2 separate regions of the Mus musculus genome follow, and region 2 is linked to region 1. A link is a contact called in public promoter capture Hi-C data. All regions are on one chromosome and are shown on one strand. The core of a region is the stretch at or near the end of the contact, and the rest is flanking DNA. Distances in the headings are between cores, read along the strand shown. Region 1 holds the start of Klhl33 (kelch-like 33). Region 2 holds the start of Ndrg2 (N-myc downstream regulated gene 2).

Evidence for each region. Promoter capture Hi-C pulls out the DNA fragments that hold promoters and counts their contacts.
Region 2: a contact with region 1 is called in a promoter capture Hi-C map of liver, with 3 times the contacts expected there. The contact joins the promoter of Ndrg2 here to the promoter of Klhl33 in region 1. A contact is called at or near these places in 2 of 39 promoter capture datasets (hippocampal neurons and liver) and 1 of 9 other capture datasets (pancreatic islet).

What each region holds. Positions count from the first base shown.
Region 1 is chr14:50,895,674-50,899,614 of GRCm38.p6, reverse strand. Klhl33 (kelch-like 33) reads left to right here and starts at 2,132. Exons shown (of 4, transcript NM_001370764.1): 1 at 2,132-3,167. The coding sequence starts at 2,432.
Region 2 is chr14:51,911,552-51,915,492 of GRCm38.p6, reverse strand. It overlaps Ndrg2 (N-myc downstream regulated gene 2), which reads left to right and starts at 2,005. Exons shown (of 15, transcript NM_001145959.1): 1 at 2,005-2,170.

The DNA.
Region 1 (3,941 bases), core at 883-3,382:
TGATTTCTGCTGGATGATCATGGGTGCCCATTTGGTAGTATTTTGCTGTCTACTGATTCTGTCTCCTACCTGCCATTTATTCTTTTAATTTTATTTGCTATATATTTAATAAACTCATTCATTAAAAACTGGAAGCATGGCTGTTGAGGATCATTCTTCAGACCGTACACAGCACTTGCTAAGTCCTTTGAACTTCCTCTGTCTCTATTCCCTGAAAGTTTGAGGTCATAATTGAAGCTCTCTGCTTATTAGTACTAAAACCATTAAAACAATACATACAGGGCTGGAGTGATGGCTCAGCGGTTAAGAGCACTCACTGACTGCTTGCTCTTCCAGAGGTCCAGAGTTCAATTCCCAGCAACCATGTGGTGGCTCACAACCATCTGTAAATGGGATCCGATACCCTCTTCTGGTGTGTCTGAAGAGAATGACAGTGTACTCATATACATAAAATAAATAGATAAATAAATCTTTGCCGGGCGTGGTGGCACACACCTTTAATCACAGTACTTCGGAGGCAGAGGCAGGAGAATTTCTGAGTTTGAAGCCAGCCTGATCTACAGAGTGAGTTTCAGGACAGCCAGGGCTACACAGAGAAATCCTGTCTCAGAAAAACAAAACAAAACAAAACAAACCCCAATACATACAGAGCCAGTGAAATATTCCAAACCTTAAAATCCTCTCGAAATGACCACATAAAATTGTTTATTTTAAAATCTTAAACTTTCAGGAACCATTCAGGTTCAGGAAAGGTTATTTGGAAACTGATGTAGGGGAATTTGGGTCTCTTGATTACTTTTCTGATCCTGCCTGATTGCATTTAAACAGACCCCAGAGAAGGGGCAAAGAGTTCAGACCAAAGATCTAGCCAGGTTGTAGTCACCAGCATTTGATGACAGTCACCAGAAAATTGACGGGCAACTTGTTTCTTTTTTTTTAATATTCATTTATTTTATTTATATGAGTACACTGTAGCTGTCTTCAGACACACCAGAAGAGGGCATCAGATCCTATTACAGATGGTTGTAAGCCACCATGTGATTGCTGGGAATTGAACTCAGGACCTCTGGAAGAGCAGCCAGTGCTCTTAACCACTGAGCCATCTCTCCAGCCCCGGCAACTGGTTTCTATAACCCAGGCTCTAGGCCCTACATGGCTACTGACCCTGTCCTTACTAAGGCAGACTTCAGTCTCAGGGTGGAGTATGAAGAAAACATCAGTTGGTATCCAGCAGGCAGCTCTGAGTGCTGGCAGTGTGACTTGGGAGAAGAGAGTTCAGAGCTTCCATTGGTGGACACCCTGATGAAGCCATCCTTGAGAAGCATTGGTCCAACTGGACCTGCAGCCTCACTTCTGTTCCCTTCTATGGTTTAGAGGCATGTCTAACAACATGATATAAGCTTCCTCTTTCTGAAGAATCTGAAGAGGAAATCCACTAGTGAGTTCAAATTCTCTTAGAGCATGGCCAGGAGGCCGGGGGGTGGGGGGCGGTTAGGGAAGGACAAGAGCCATTAGAGTTTAACTTTCTGGCAGTCCTAGTGGTACCTGCATATAATCCCTTCACAGGAGATTTCCACCAGAGTTCAGGACTTAAGGGAAGTGGAGGCCACATAGAAGACATTACCTGTTAAAACCAGTTCCTAAAAATACACATCTCTGATTTACACCTTCAGTTTGGTTATCACTGCTGTGTAAAGTGTTAGGCTTTTGGTCCACCCTCTGGGGTTATGAAGGAACAGCAAAGTCAGGCAGATGTTAAGAGATATTTCCCCCCCAAATCCCACAGCTATGATGGAGGAAGATGAGTCAAATGTTAATTGTTTATAGTCTAGACTTTCCAGACTCCCTCACTAGCCTCCTGTCACCTCCAGCCACCAACTGGGAAAACAGTCAGTCCTTCTGGCCTGGCTCACTCTACCCAACGTTTGCGTTCCCTTTGCTTTGCAATTTTCCCCACTCAACACACTCTTGTGACCTACAGGTTTGGAAGGAGGGAAAGGGGAAGTCATCCCAGGACTTGGCCCAGTGCATTGAGTGTCAGCTTCCAGCACTGAGAGATGAGGGTTTAGCCCTCAGGCTAGCTATAATTAGCCAAGTGCGGGCACTGCTAGGATCCGTACACAGCAGTCCTAAGCAGACTGGGAACTCAAGAGAGGGCAAGCAGAAGCCCGGTGTCTCCTGCCTGGGATTAAAAGAAAACGAGTGGAAAGCGGGGCTTTGTCCTGAGCCAGATGGCTACAGGCGTTTGTGGTTCTGTTGCACTTGGTGAACCCTATGGTTAGTTAGCGCCATATAGCCCAAAGTTAGTGTGTCACCGGACGGAGTGAGGGACTGACAGCTGAATTGAAGACAGTTCTGTTTTCCTGAGTGCTGCTCAGGTATACTTCTCTCATGCCTGGGCACCTGCGGCAACCTCACAAGCGTCTGGAAGATGGCAAGCCTTTCCTCAGACTTGGAGCATGTCTCCCTTCCTATCGAGAAGGACAGTCTTGAACTACCTGTGCCTGCCGGAAGAACCTTCTCCCGGTCTCCCTCTTCCGATGAGGATCCCGGCTTGTTTTCCTTTTCTCTGGCAGAGCCTGACCCACCTAGCCCCTTCGTTTCAGGAAACCTTCCCTTTCTAGCTTCATCTCCGGAGAAAGGGAAGAAGCAGGATGACAGCGACGACTCAGCGGAGCCTGAGATGCTGTGCAGCGTGGAGCACCCCTGCCAGTTCTTCGCTGAAGCGCAGAGACTGCGGGAGCAGAAGCTGCTGCTGGATGAAGAGGTGTCTGTGGGGGGACAGGTATATGGGGTGCATCGGGTGATCTTGGCTGCAATTAGCAGCCTCTTCCGAGGCAGGCTGCTGAGCGGTGGGGGTCAGCAGCCCAGTTTCAGCCTTGATGTGACCCCGAGGGGCTGGGAGGCTGCGCTGACCTTTGCCTACGAGGGGGTGCTGGGCCCCGCCTCACAGGACGAAGTGCTGGCTGCTGCAGAGGCGCTGGGAGCACCCCGGGTGAAGAAGGCGGCCCAGCTGAAGCCAGAAGGACTTGGTAAAGCCAGGGGAAATGAAAAGAAGCTCAGCCAGGCAGAGGAGCTGAGGGAGAATCTGCACAGCATTGAGCGTCTGTATCGAGAGGGCATCGGGTGCGACTTGGAGCTGGAGGCAGAGGGCTACCGCCTGCGGGGTGAGAGTCTGTGAGACAACTGCCAAAAATGCATGTTTTGCTTGTTTTGCGGTGGTAGGGATGGAACCTAAGGCCTTAATTCCACTCTACCATGGATCCACACCCCCTAGCCTTGCGAAATAGTTTTGTATTATTGCTTCAGCAAGAATGTCCTTTTTGGTGCTTCTCCAGAGCCACCAAGAAATGCACATGCGCAGTTGAATTGTTTTCCTAGACACCCGGACAGATTTGAACTGATAGATAGTTCAGGCAGTTTCCCCCCCCCCCCCCCCTCCCTGGTAGCTAGAATTTCCAGCCAGATGGCTAGGGCTTAGAGTACAGTCCATGGCAGCAAAACAGGGAGAAAGAGACTGACTCAAACAAATTAGCTAGAGCCTTTTGGCATCTACTCAGCACACAGCAAAGGGCAGCCGAGGCCATCAGTACAAGTTTCCCAGTGTGTCCTTTGTCCTAGGTGTGTTTGACTCTGGCAGCAGACTTCAGTCTGCTTCCCCTGTGCGGTTATCCCCTATGCAGTTATACCAGGATATGTCTGACCTGGGAAATGGAGTCTGTCGGAGACACAACAAAGCTTAAAGTTACAATAGATTTGCTTAGAGATTACCTAGTTCAGGGCTAATAATTTTCAAATGAAGAAATCAAGCAAACTGTGGTGACTTATGTCTGTAATTCCAGCACTAAAGAGACTGAACAAGAGGACTGCCCAGAATTTGAGGCCAGCCTATGCTACATAGGCCAGTGTGGACTATATTGGGAGTTCCTATCTCACAAACC
Region 2 (3,941 bases), core at 756-3,255, 1.0 Mb before region 1:
TATTGTCCGTGTTGGCATACTTGTACTCGGGTTAGTCTTGAACCTGTAGAGTGAAGAACAATGAGGCAGAGGCAGTTTTGTGTGTGTGTGTGTGTGTGTGTGTGTGTGTGTGTGTGTGTGTCCTCAGGAGCTGTCTAGAGAGCCCCTAGGTCTAGGAAGTAAACAGATCTCAGTGGAAATTTCCCACTTCCCCAAGCCCCCGTGTCTGCCCGTTATCAGGTTCCCCCTGAGTCATCCTGACCCAGAGACGGATTTAGATGCTGGAACCTTCCAGTCTCTCCCTCCCCCTCTCTAAGTATGTCTACTTTAGACACATGAAGCCTGCAGGCTGAAGTGCTCAGTCCAGGTTCTCCTGCTTTCTACAAGCCACAGGGGCTGTTGAGAGCTTTCTAAAAATCTTACTCATATGTAGCTCTGCTCTTGAAGTCCAGCAAACTTCTCATTCAGGAGAGCATAAAACCTGCACCTAGGGGCTAGGCAGAAAGCTAGGATGCCAGGTTTCTGTGCCAGTTTCTAGGGCAACTCTTATGAAGGGAGCAGGAGAAAAGAACAGAGGGAAACTTGGGGTTCTGTTTGGGGGATATAGGAAGCTCTTTAGGTCTAGGGTTTTTATTTTTTATTTATTTTTTTCTTTTCTAAAGCTGGGTTTGAGCCTACCCAGGTCTCCTCCTCCTCCCTCTTGGCCTCTCCTCTTTTCCAACAGACCTGCCAAGTGGGGATGAAAGGGGCATTGATGTTCCTTGGGGAGGGGGGTTGTGCGTGGTGAGGGTAGTTCCCAGGCAGGGGGGAGGGCAATCTGGGGGTCTTGGGGGGAGCAGTCTGCTCTGGTGTTGCAGTTGGCAGCTCCGGTTCCATTGGACATTGTTTTCAACTGGCCTGGCGCCCAGCCCCCTAAATGGCAAGTCTGGAACTAGGCTGAAGGGGGATGGGGCAGGGTTGATTCTGGGAGCAGGGGTGCGAGAACGAGGGCAAGTGGGGAAATACAATCTGGTTGCTTAACACAACTTCCAGTCCATCAACCGTTCCACTTCAGCAATCTTTCTTTAAAGAGCACAGGGAGGACGTGTCTCAGATGTGAATCTTGTGGAAGTCTAGGATAGGATGGTAAACCCACCAGGCACCGAGGGTCCAGCCCAGGAGACAGCAGCTCAGGAGGCATCGGCAGCAGGGTACTGCCACTCAGCTTTTCAGAGCTGACCTCGCCCTCCTTTTCGGGGTTGGACTAGGAGGGGTTAGCGCCTCAGCCACAGGGTCTCTTGGGTCTCAGCCCAGGACATCCAGTCCTCCTCAAACCCTTTACTCCACCCTTGCAGAGTTAGCTCCGCCTCCGCGCCTGTTTACACAGGAGTCAGAGCCCTTGGGGGGTCCCCAGCCCCTCCTCTACCCGCCCCCCTCGTTGGGGCCTTGACCCGGGAGTCGCTGTTGGCCATCATCTTTCCCCTCCTTCGTTCATCCTCTATTTATAGCGGCCCCCAGCATTTCCCGGCCCCCCCCCCCCCCAACTCCCTGCTTGTTGTCCAACTTCTCACGGAGCAGTCGGAGAGCAAGCGGCGGGACTCGGCTGAGGAGGTACCAGCACCCCAATTGTTGGGAATTCCTATGCCCTCGACGCCCCGTCTCCAGACACGCTGTCACCACTACCCATACCTGCCCCGAGACCGGGTCTGAGCGGTGGCCCTCGCCCACCTCCCCCTTCCTTGATCTAGCTCTCTGTTTCCGGGCGGGCGGAGCTGAAATCGTGGGACGTAGGCACCTTGGGTTGGTCTCCCCACTTTACCCGTCGCTGCCACTCAATCTGGGGGGCTAGGAAGAGAGCCAAAAGTGAGCCTGGCAGAGCCAGGTCACAGTAGGGGCGCCGTTGATGTGGGCGTGGGGACCATTTGGGGGTTTAAGGGATCCCCCACGCTCACCCCACTTCACACGGCTTAGGGTTTATGGGGAGCACTCAGAGAGCCTATGAGCATCACCTCTGTGTGCTCCCAAGCCGCACCCTCTCGCCCCTCCCCTGGTAGCCCAGGCGAGTTACGGGGCGTGTTTATGGGGGGTCGGGGCGGATCTGCAGGGAGATGGCCCGGGGGCGGGCCCAGGGCGGGTCTGTGGGGAGCCAGAGCTAGGGCGGACCTAAGTCAAAGGCAAGTGAAGGTGGCAGCGACCGCGGCGGCTGCAGCAGGTAGGGGGAGGGGCAAGCGCGCCTCTGGGCTGGCAAGGCGCGGGCCCGGAGGGTGGGCATCGTGGTTCTGGTCTCCTGGCTGTAGTTCGGGGGAAGGGGCTGGCTGAGCGAGGAGCTCCGCTGCTGCGCACAAAGGCAGAAGAGCTGCAAAGTGCAGGGCGTGTTTGGGGCGCTCTTGAGATGATGTACAGGGTCCTGGGCACTACGTGCCCGCCGTGAGAGGGTGTTGGTTCGGACGAGGAACGGCAGCGAGAAGCTCATAGGGGTCAGGTTTCGTGTTCTGGGAGCAGCCAGTCAAGTCCTAACCATCTTTTCCCGGCTGGCACATGGCTGGCAGTCCGGGGAAGTGCGGAGGTTACGGGCAGCCCTATCCCCCCCTCTCCTTTCTCCACCCGACCTACAATTACACTGGGTGGAGGGGAGAGATGAAGGCTTGAAGCTTGTTTGTTTTTAAATGGTGAAGGAAAAGGTCATGCTGTACTACCTACATATCAACTGAGAACCGTCAAAACCGAGTAGTGACTAACTGGACAAGGTCACCTAATAGTGGCACTTGGGTAGGACCCAGAGGTTTTGACACAGTCATGCTCTATCGCCATGTCAGCTCTCTGCTCTCTTCATAGACTACCCAGCCTGGACCTGCTTGTTTTGCCTCGCAGGCCCCTCCAGCTTGTATTGATTGGAACCTAGAGAGGACGTGTTCTCTGGACTCAGGGGAGATTAGAAAGGGTTAGTGACCCTGGAATCCTGGGTCTTGGCTCTGGCCTTATGTCCCTAAAAGACCCAGGTCCGTCTCCCATGTCATTCACCTTGTTCCTGTGTTTTCTCAGACCCTAGAGTCAGGACTAAGAACCCTGACCTCCACGCTCACCGTATCCAACCAATAGGAGCTCAGTAAATTGACCCCACCCACCCCATGCTGCTGGCTTGCTTTCTTTTCTTTTCTTTTTCTTTTTCTTTTTCTTCTTCTTTTTTTTTTTTCAAGTCTGCACAGGTGCTCTGCTGCTCTCTAGATCTACCATTGTTGGTGTGCGCTCATTTGTGTACAAGAGAGAGAGAGAGAGAGAGAGAGAGAGAGAGAGAGAGAGAGAGAGAGAGAGAGAGAGAGAGAGAGATTGATTGGATTGGATATCTAGGTCCCTCTGTTGAGTGCTTGATAGTCACTGCCTCAGTCCTTTTTAGCCCCTCAAGATGCTGACATTGGAGCTATAGTTGAAGGTCATGGTCAGTTGTGAACCCTTACCACTCTAGCCCAGTCAGTGAGGTAGTGTGGGGCGTCCCCTAAAGATAGCTTAAGAAACTGGAGCCACATTGCTTCCCCAGCCTCGGTGTCTCCCTCCAGGGGCGGAGAGGGAGGAGCATTGTGAGGTACGAGGTGAGAATGTTGGGGTTGAGGGGCAGCCGGCAGCCATGGGGCCGGTGGTCTGAAGAGATGTGCTGTCCTGTTTGGTATTGCCCTGGAAGTGGGGCGGGGGAGCCAGAAAAGCTCTCCGTGTGTCTTGGCGTTTTCAGCTCTGGTGTTGCTCTGCACCTTGCATTGCATTGCATTGGACTGAGAGTACAGAGGCTAAGCTGCCTCCCTCCAGGGCTTATTGTTTTGTTTTGTTGTTTTTGAGACAGGGTTTCTCTGTGTAGCCCTGGCTGTCCTGCAGCTCTCTCTGTAGACCAGGCTGGCCTCAAATTCAAGAGATCCGCCTGCCTCTGCCTCCTTAGTATTGGGATCAAAGGTGTGCGCCACCACTGCCTGACTGGTTTACTGTTTTTGTATCCT